Linked DNA regions of Mus musculus: all the other regions are linked to region 1. Evidence: chromatin contacts called from public Hi-C and HiChIP or PLAC-seq data. All regions are on one chromosome and are shown on one strand. The core of a region is the stretch at or near the end of the contact, and the rest is flanking DNA. Distances in the headings are between cores, read along the strand shown. Region 1 holds the start of Gpr20 (G protein-coupled receptor 20). Region 2 has its middle 29 kb from the start of Slc45a4. Region 3 has its middle 13 kb from the start of Ptp4a3.

Region 1 (3,197 bases), core at 172-2,671:
CATAGTCCAGCAAGCACAGCAGCAGCCAAGAGCCCCACTGAGGCTGTAGACTTATGCCTCAGGACTGCCCTGGCCCCTGAGCCTCAGCGCCACCCTTCTCCTCAGGTCTGTATACCCTGCCAAGTGATAGGACAGGACCCACCCAGGTGCTTCCTGGAGGTGGAAGGGCATGAAGGAGTAAAAGCCAGCACAGCCCTTCCTGTGTTGTTCCAACGTGGAGTCAGGGCAGGGATAGGAACTATGCATCCAGGCTATAGGCACCGCGTATCCCAGGCATTGAAAGTCTCAGCTACTGGCTGAGTGTAGAAGGAACGGGTGGGCACTGATCCCTAGGCAAGGACCATGGCTTTCTGGACCCACCTCTGGGCAGCGTGTGAAACGTGAGCTCCTCCAAGCTCCAGCCCTTTACTTGCCTGCCAGTGACTTTGAAGCCCTACCTAGCCCTCAGCCCCGCAGCCTAACAGAAGCCTAAAACCTTCCCTCCAGGACCAGAAGTCGCTGCTGACCTAGGGGAGGTGGTCTGGCAAGCCATGGGCTCCTGCCTAGGGTTCAGTTTGCCCCAGTGGGAAAGATACAACAAGATTCTATGAATATTATGATGGGTGGAGACCAAGGCTGGGAGATTACACCCCTCTTCTAGAACCTTCTGTTCCCTTAGGATCAAAGCCACCACTGGAGCCTCTAAGGGCTGCTAAGACTCTGTGTGCAAGTGACCACTCCCTCCCAGCTTCATAGCTCTGCAGACTACGCAGCTGACCCTACCAAGATGGCTTCCCCTTCCTCTACCCATCCAGGCAGCCCCGTCCTGTGGCACCTCCCTCTATCCACTCCGGAACCCTGCCCTCACTTCTCATCTGGGCTGGCTGGATCTGTCACTAGGCACCCACTTCTTCCTCTACTGTTTCTCACACCCAGTGTGAGCTCTGAGGGCCCGGGGGGTCTCCTGCACACAGCCCTCCCTGGTCATCGATGTCAGAATGGCTGTTGAGTGGATGCTCGAGAAAGCACTGTGGTATGACTGAAGTGGATGACAGACATGAAGAGCAGAGGGCTAGAGGGAACTCCTGGCAGAGCAAACAGCCCTGCACAGCCTCAGCCCCAGAGACATTCAGCCCTTGCTGACCAGAGACCATCCTCTGCCAGCTGTCTGTGGTTACACCTGCCTGGATGTCCTAAGCCCCTGGCTGCTGCGACTGGACGGGACCCACCCAGCAGATCTTTCTTCTCAGAAACTGGCCGAGCTGTTCTAAGACAACCCATAGCCTTGGGCCAGAAGCCAACCCTGCCCCCCTCCACTCTTCCTGGTCCGAACAGCTGTGGCTCACCCCTCTGTCTAGGGAAGGTGTGGTATCTCCGACCCCACCACCACCCCTCTCCCGCCCCCAGGCTCCCTCCACCCCAACCCCGCCCCCCTTCCTCTAGGCAGCCAGGCCAGCAGGGGTTGGGAGGGAGACCGCTCCGCCCCCACCCCTCCCACCCCTCTGCCTGTGTCCAAAAGCAGCTGGCTGGCCTGACGTCAGGCCCTGGGAAGGCACTGTCTGTGGGTCCACAGACCTAGAGCTTCAGGGGACAGGCTCATCCCAGAGGAAGGTGCGGCAAGAGCGGGTGAGTTCCCCAGGCACTGCTGCCTCCTGCACCCCTGTGCACAGAGCGGGCTATTCGTATTGCCCAGTTGGGTGACTTAGGAAGAAGAGAGGGGGTGAGAAACAGGACCAAGAAGCAAGCCCAGTTCACAGCCCTCTGCCACAGAGACAGTCGCAGAGATGTAAAGAGTTTGGAGGGGAGAGGGGCAGAAGTGGCACCCTCCCTGCCCCGTGGGGTTGCTCTCTATTCTCCCAGTGACCCTCACCCACCTTGCCCACTCTGGATTTCATTCATGAAACCGATCACACACTTGCGCATCCGCTGCTGAGTCCAAAGCCAAGGGCTCAGTTTCCTCTCCTGTCCAGGAAGGCACTTGGGATGGTCCCACAGACCAGGCAAACAGCATTTGATGAGCTCTGGGTCCCTAACCACTAGCACCAGGAGGGGACAAGGCTTGGAAAAGCATCCACTTTCTCTACAAGGAACCACATCTGCCCACCCCTGGCTCAAGGTCTCTGCCCTAGTCCAGGTCCTTCCTCTACCTCTTTGGGAGTGGGGAAACTGAGGCCCATTGCTGGATTTTCTGCTCAGCCCGCAACAGGACCCCCAAGCTGATGCTTCCGGACTGAGCTTCCCTGGTGTAGCTGCCCTGTGAGAAGGCTGTAGAGCAGGGTCCCGAGGGGGCTGGCTGGCTGGGAACTGGCTGGTGGCCAGAGTGGCTGGCGGGGGCAGGCTGTGGAGCAGCTGGGTAGCCTCAGGCAGGACGGAGACAGAGGCTGGTGGAGGGAAAGCATAGCCCGCAGAGGTTACCTGCCTTTGCCTGCCTCTGTGTGCTGCCCCAGAGCAACAGGCTGCCAGGGGGTTGCCTGGCTGTGTGTCTGCTGAGTAGGTCTTTCTGCAAGCACGGTGGGAACAAAGGGAGCTGTGCTTCCTCCTGGGATTCTTCAGGGGATTTCTTCAAACCTGTACAAGATAGTGTGAGATGGGGTTGGCTATGGGGTCTTTCCTGTTTGTTGCTTGTTTTGTGGTAAGGCCTCAATCTACATCCCAGGCTGCCCTGAAACTCTATTAGCTTGATGTCTTCATAGCTTAGGTTGCAGTGTTCTTCCTGAGTCAGCTTTCAAGGGCTGGCTTTAGAGAGTGTGTGCATCAGACCCATTTCCAGTGGGTTTGGGGGGTAGGGGTTGTTTTGTGTTCCTTGGTTTGGTTGGTTGGTTGGTTGGTTGGTTGGTTGGTTGATTGGTTGGTTATAGTTCTTGAGACAGGATCTCCTGTAGCCCAGGCTCACTGTGTTACTCAGACCTCAAACTCACAGTAATCCCCCTGCTTCTACCTCCCAAATTCGGATATTGCACTCTCACTAGCTCCAGTCCAGCCAGATACCACGCAAATAAAAACAGGGAGGCAAATGAACAAGACACTGCCACACAGAACGGAACACAAACTAGGGAAGGTGATTGTCCCAGCCACGCCCTCGAAGGAGGTGAAGCAGGTCCAAAGATGTCTGAGTAAGATTCCTTCCATAGGTCTAGTCAAAACCAAGGCAACAGTGTACCTAGGTTGCCCCAGCTCTCCACTGCATATTGGACCACACAGTGACTACCCTGGGGCTT
Region 2 (3,185 bases), core at 600-3,099, 54 kb after region 1:
TTCTGTCGGCTGAACGCTGAGGGAGGCAGGAATTACTGTGAGCTACAGTGACCTGTGAAGGCTGTCTGGAGGGGTGGCACACCGGGCAGTCTGGCCCAAGAAAAGCAAGGGTCAGGAGGTTTTGATCACAAAGGTGAGAGGGAGGAGAGACAGCTCCAAGTGATGCGAGGTCTTGTCCTAAGAGATGGATTCCTGGCTGAGGGCTGTGACCCCATAGGGAGGAGCACCCTGGAGACTGCAGTGCCTTGTTGATGCCAGCCAGTGGGGCGGTCCCATACATAACCTGTCTTCACCCTTCATTCTTAGAGCTGTGCCAGGTGCCTCACCCTGTCACCTGCTGTGGGCGGCTGGCTCCCTGCCTCCTCTCCAGGTCACCCTGGTCATTTGGTTCATGGCTGCAGCTTCTGAGGCCAGACTCTTCCCTTGCTCCTGCTCCTCTTGACAGGGTGACCTAGATATGTGGTGCTGTGCTACACTCCCTCCCACCCCCACCCCTTTCCCTATAGGCCTGGAAGCTGCTTGCAAAAGCTAGACAGCCTTCCTGGGTTCAGATCCTTGCTCGGCCACTTACCCACTGTCTGACCCCAGGCCTGATATTCGGTTCCTGTTTCCTCTTCTACAGAGGGGCACCAACAGCACTGGATTGCTATGTGCTTAAGGCAGCTTGTTTGTGGTTGGAGATGGTATCCTACCCTTGAACTCATGATCCTGCTCCTGCCTCTGAGTGCTGGGATGATGGACCTGTGCCGCTGGCTCACCATGCCTGGCTTGTAAGGTGGCTTTGATCACACAGGGCCTAAGCTGTTGGTTGGTTGGTTGTTTGGTTGTTTGGTTGGTTGTTTGGTTGGTTGGTTGGTTGGTTGATCGGTTGTTTTTTTTTTTGAGACAGATATTCTCTGTGTAGCCCCGGCTGTTCTAGAACTAGACATCTGCCTGCCTTTGCCTCCTGACTATCTGGCTGACACCTGAGTCCTTAATTCTCCTGCTTCCACCTCCCCTAGGATTATAATTAAACAGCACAATGAACATCTTTTTGTTGCTGTCAATTGTTTTTTTTTATCACATTTTTCACGATGTAGCCCAAGCTAGCCTCAAACTTTCATGGACCCACAGACACTCACTATCAAGTCTGCTTTATCTGAGGGACCGTCTGATGCTGATGCTGTCCTGAACTTCCCTGGGCCTCAATGGGACCGTCCTTCATCATCCTTTCCTGGTGTCCTCACTGCAGAGCTGGAGCTATGGGGACATTTTCTTCTCACTTCACAGATGGAGAAGACGGCTTAGGGAAGGACTCGTCTGGCATGCAGAGGCAGTGGAAGGAATTCAAACTTCCACGAGAAGTCATGTGATTCCCCAGGTATCCATACGACCTGGGGATCACCCTGGAAATTATGTGACTATACTCATGTCATTTGGTCCCAAATGGCCCCATGACCTTGGAAAGATTTGTGGACTCCTAAGGATTTCAGTAATCTCTGCTTTGTGGCCAATTCTGGAGCCTAAAGTCCTGACTGACCTAGCTCTGCCCAAGACTGAGGTTTTTTTTTTTTTTTTTTTTTTTTTTTTTTTTGAGGTTCCTTATTGCCAAGACCCCTGGACCTCTGACCTGCACGTTCAGGGCTTGTGGGAGGCTAGAGGTCTTTACCTTGCTGGAGGGAGATCTTGGCCTCAGAGTCTAGGCTCACTCACTCTCTTCTTAGGGAGTTGCCCCACTCCGTGGGGTTCCCACCCACTTCATTCCAGATGGGGCTTATAGCAGGGGGGAAGCAGAGAGGGGGGATGCTTCTCCAGGGTACATGCTTTGAAGGGCACTTAAACAAGGCTAGCTGGGGTGAGGGTTTTAGAGCATACTGGATGGAGCTGAACTATTTAGCCCTGGAGCAGAGAAAGGGGCGTGGCTCACAGGGGTTGTTCAAAATCTTTGGCAGTTAAATTAGCATGCTAATTGAGACAATGGGGAACTGGAAAATAGGAATTTTTTAAGGTGTTCACTTTTTTTTTTTTAAGCTTGGACTGGGCATGGTAGTACATGTCTGCTATGATCTTGGCACTCTGGAAACAGAGTCTGGAGTATCAAGAATTTGATGCCAATCCTGGTTTACCTAGTGAGTTTGAGGCCTTCTGGGCTGTGAGAATCCCTGTCTCAAAACAAATGAGAGCAAACAGTTGTATGAGCAAAGGTGCTTACCCAGGGACTGTGTAGTCAGGTCACAGCCTATGCCTTCTCTCTCTGCCCTCTTCAGAACCACCTGTCCCATGCTCAGAAGCAGGCAACAGTACTCTGAGTGAACTTACCTTCGGATGTAAAGGGATCTGGCAAGGTAGCAAGGGGCCTCAATTAATAAGTGGGTGTGCTTGTTGCTACTGTTGTTCTTATTGTTGTTGTTGTTTTGTTTAGTTGTCTGTTTCGTGACAGAGTCTCACTCTGTGGCCCAGACTGGCCTCCTACTCTCGATCCTGCAGCCTCAGCTTTAGCCTCCGGGGGCCGGGATTACAGGCGTGGATCTCCACACCCAGTTCTTTATTGAATTTTAATCATAGTACAATCTGAGCCATCCTAATTTACGCAGGGCTTCAATGTGCTTCACCTCCCTCCCCTCCCGGGAACCCACAAGTCCAAGGTTATCGCTTATCAATCTGAAGCTTTCCCCGCTGCAGAGAAGCCAGACGTTTCCCCCAGGAGAGTTCAAAGGGTATCAGGACAGTCGTCCTGAAGAGTCAGAGGAGGGTCTGTGGAAGGGCAGATGGGACAGGCCCTCAGGAGTGTGCCCTAGATGCACGTAGGCATCCGTACCTCTCAACAGCCTCCATCAGTTTTCCCTTGGGGCCATCCTGCCCTCAATCTTCAGCAGTTCCTGCAAGCAGAGAGGATACTCAGATTAGACGTACCCCCGCCCCCATTTACCTTCTCTGTCTATGAAATGGGATCATACCAGTGCCCAAAGTACAGAAGACTAAGGGCAGGGTGTGGGTAGATATGAGTGGGTTAAGTCCATCTCCTTTTCTGCTGAGTACTTCTTGGGTTTTGCCAAGCGTTGTCCTCCCCTCTGCTGTGGTCCAGCAGGTTTGCTATGCACTCCAGAGGCGGGAGTCTCCTCTCTCTTAGCACAGGCTGAGGAGCAGTTCAGGGAAGACCACCAGTTGGTAGCTGTCTTGATTAACGCAGGGTGCAGTGCAGACAT
Region 3 (3,094 bases), core at 89-2,588, 54 kb before region 1:
GACTAGACCCCAGACTCAAGGGCAAGACAGGGGCAGAGGCTCAGGTCAAGTACCCCAGGTGAAGCCGGGTGAAGGGGGCAGACCTGTGCCTTCCACCCACCGCCCACTACCTTCCCTATAGGAAAGCCTGCTCCAGGGTCAGCTGCCAGCCTTCCTCAATGGCCTCTTCCAAAAGAACGAGGCAGTGGTGGTAGGCATTATGGGCATGGTCTCGGATGTACTGCACCGCCTAGGCACACAGGGCGCAGGCGCACAGAGTCTCAGCATCGCTGTCAACACCCGCTACTTCTTTGATGACGTGAGAATAGAGCCAGGCGTGGCTGGGTGTGCTTTCCTGGGCCCTCCCCGCCCCTCCCTTGGGCCTCAGGACCCCTTCTGCCTTCTCACTGTACCTGGGCACTGAACCCAAGGCAGCTGCCAAGCTGTGAGCCCACGGGTGCACCAGATCTAGCCAGGGGTCCACCAGGTGGTGCTCAGCCTTCTTCATGGCTGAAGAGTGCCAAGTCACACTTGTCCAACCCCTCTGGGAATAAATCACCCAGCTACCTTCATGATCAGGGTGACAGTGGGCACCAGAGGACAAGATAATTCCATGTGAGGATGGCCTGAAGCCTTGTCTGGGAGAAAGCCTGAGTCCAAGGGAGGAGAAACAACTTTATCCCAGGCCCCTGAACCTGTCTGATGGAGTCTGAGGAGATAAAAGGACTCCAAGCTAGGAAACACTAGAACCTAAGTTCCTGCGTCATAGGAACAGGACAAAGTTCGAGCAGCAGCTATGTCACTATTTGGGGATCTGGTGGCGACGGTGGCAGACAGGGAGCTGAGCGGCATGCGGACCCAAGTATGCCAGAGTATGGTGCCTTTGCTCCTGCACCTGAAGGACCAGTGTCCAGCTGTTGTCATGGTCAGTGCCAACCTGCAATCCCTTTGATCTTGGCAAAGGGACAGGGAAGCCAGGTCGGGCTACCCACAGGGCTCCCCAGATCACCAATCCCTCCCACACACACTGCCGTATTCAGCCAGCCAGATCTGTGGGTCTACCAGCTACAGAAGAGCATGGTGGGACACAGACCAACAGTGTGCCTGCTGATTCATGAATACAGCCTGCCTTACCATGCTCCACTCTCTGGAGTCCCTGACATCGGGGGAGGGGACAACAGTAGCCAACAAGCTCAGACAGAGCTGGGTATCTCCCTGTCTTCCACAGGGCACTGTGACCCTCGGGTCACTTCCACTCCCCGAGACCACAGCAGCTTCCCAGACACCAGCACAGCAGGCTGCTGGGCTGTTTACTGCAGCTGTGGTCTCGGGGAGTGGAAACCCCAGGGCTCAGTCACCCATGGGTAGTGGGTGACCCCTCCTATGGCTGTCTCCGCAGCAGGCCAAGTTCACGTTCTACCGCTGTGCTGTGCTGCTCCGTTGGCAGCCACGGCACACCCTCTTCTGCACTCTAGCCTGGGAGACCGGCCTCAGCGCCCGCCACTTCCTCTGGACCTTCCTGGTGAGGGACCAGGGTACAGGGTCAGTAGTGGGGGCCTGAGATAGATAGATGCACACCCCCCCCCGTGGACTCCCCTTCCCAGGGAAGTGAGGCTGGCAGGGTATAGGTCAACAGTCCCTGAGGCCAATGGCAGTGACAAGAGAGCTCTCCTCTGGCCAGATGACCCGCAGCCAGGAGGAGTTCAGCATCCACCTATCACAGGCCATCAAATGCCTACACAGCCGTCACCACCACATCAAGACCTGGGCAGCTCTTTTTATAGGTGGGCAGCATGGGCCGACCAGGCTTGAAGCCCTTGTTTCACCCAGACCACCCACCACGAGGGTGGGAAGGAGGGCCTGAGTCTGAGCAGCCCCCACCCAATAGCCATGACTCTCTCTCCATCTTACGCAGGGTACACCACCTGCAACCATCCCCAGGCAGTGTCACAGATGATAAATGACAAGGACATCCAGCTGTTATCCTCCAGTAAGTGGCCCACACCTTGGGCCTGTCTCCATCCCTCCCAGCTTCCTGGAGCATGGCCATCTCAGATGGTGGCACAGACAGGGACCCGAACCTCCTGAAGAGACCCCACCCCACCAAGGCACTCCATGCTGGTCAATGGCTAGAAAGGGCCCTCTGAGCCTCCTACCCAGATGGAACCAGAGTTGGTGGTGGAGGATTACTCCCAAGCCAGGGTCACCTCTGACCTGACTTGTCCTTTCTCTCCTGAAGCTTTTAAAGACCTCAGAAAGAACCCAGAACCCGGCATCTGGGAATACACCACCAGACAGCTCTCGTTCTTTCGGAAGGTGTCAGCAAAATCCAAGAAGTGACTTTGAGCCATTCTCCCTACCTTTACCTCCCCCGACCCCCAGAACAGCCCTGTCCAGAGAGCTTGGTTGTATAACATTTTTTTCACTTGAAAGAAAAATCTAGATTCAAAACAAAAGAAAAACCAAAAAAAAAAAAAAAAAAAAAAAAAAAAAAAAAAAAAAACCAAAACTGTACTAACTGCCAGCTTCCTGCCTGCCACCCTTGAGCCCTCTGCTGTACCCCAGCCAAGCCCTTAGAAGATGCTGGCAAGACTCCAGGACACAGGCAGTGACAGACAAGGAGAGGCTGGGCAGGGACAACCTGGAAGCTCTGTGGTAGACTCTGCTGATGATAGCTCAGGGGTGGGATTGACTCCACATGACCGGAGCCCAGGCCATAATGTCCACCGCTGAGCGGGAGGAGCGGGGCCTGAAAGGAAGGTCTTCCAGAGTCCAGAGGTGAGAGCTCTACATGGGCTGTGGAACCAGTAAAGTGACTAGCATCACCGCAGGCCTCTCTACCCAGGGCAGCATCTTCCTCCAGCAGGGCCCACCAGCCAGCCCCAGACAAAGCCCAAGAGTCCAGAAGAGGGTACCTAACTCCCTGAGAGCCCCTCCCCCACCCCCACCCATCCCTTCTCAGGCAGACCCTCCCCCTCAGTCCCTATTTAAGAAATGGCAGACAGAGCCAGGCATGGTGGCACACGCCTTTAATCCCAGTACTCAAGAGGCAGAGGTAGGCGGATTTCTGAGTTGGAGGCCAGCCTGGTCTACAGAGTGAGTTCCAGGACAGCCT

What was found. A called contact is a pair of places that touch in the nucleus more often than the background predicts. HiChIP or PLAC-seq counts read pairs in DNA pulled down with a chosen protein or histone mark.
Region 2: an H3K27ac HiChIP or PLAC-seq map of embryonic stem cells shows a contact between it and region 1, with 12 read pairs. The contact joins the enhancer-like site here to the promoter of Gpr20 in region 1. A contact is called at or near these places in 12 of 39 promoter capture datasets (the 3T3-L1 cell line, the C10 cell line, the HPC-7 cell line and 9 more), 2 of 15 datasets of contacts at CTCF or cohesin (embryonic stem cells and pro-B cells), 25 of 484 Hi-C or Micro-C datasets (B cells, the HL-1 cell line, LSK cells and 10 more), 6 of 115 datasets of contacts at active chromatin or transcription factors (double positive thymocytes, embryonic stem cells and intestinal villus epithelium) and 3 of 9 other capture datasets (adipose tissue, liver and pancreatic islet).
Region 3: a Hi-C map of B cells shows a contact between it and region 1, with 2.6 times the contacts expected there. The contact joins the enhancer-like site here to the promoter of Gpr20 in region 1. A contact is called at or near these places in 1 of 39 promoter capture datasets (neutrophils), 2 of 15 datasets of contacts at CTCF or cohesin (embryonic stem cells and large pre-B cells), 95 of 484 Hi-C or Micro-C datasets (the AML12 cell line, B cells, the Ba/F3 cell line and 63 more), 11 of 115 datasets of contacts at active chromatin or transcription factors (the 230-238 cell line, the HPC-7 cell line, bone marrow-derived dendritic cells and 7 more) and 2 of 9 other capture datasets (adipose tissue and pancreatic islet).

Annotation. Positions count from the first base shown.
Region 1 is chr15:73,705,729-73,708,925 of GRCm38.p6, reverse strand. It overlaps Gpr20 (G protein-coupled receptor 20), which reads left to right and starts at 1,421. Exons shown (of 2, transcript NM_173365.2): 1 at 1,421-1,605.
Region 2 is chr15:73,651,670-73,654,854 of GRCm38.p6, reverse strand. No RefSeq gene overlaps it. Among named protein-coding and RNA genes, the nearest start is that of Slc45a4, 29 kb to the right of the region's middle. Within about 2 kb of position 1,849, at least 10 of the 459 cell types and tissues checked have an H3K27ac peak or open chromatin away from gene starts, as enhancers often do. A contact at or near this core is called in embryonic stem cells, where this site is marked.
Region 3 is chr15:73,759,430-73,762,523 of GRCm38.p6, reverse strand. No RefSeq gene overlaps it. Among named protein-coding and RNA genes, the nearest start is that of Ptp4a3, 13 kb to the right of the region's middle. Within about 2 kb of position 1,338, at least 26 of the 459 cell types and tissues checked have an H3K27ac peak or open chromatin away from gene starts, as enhancers often do. A contact at or near this core is called in B cells, the P5424 cell line, granulocyte-monocyte progenitors and 3 more, where this site is marked.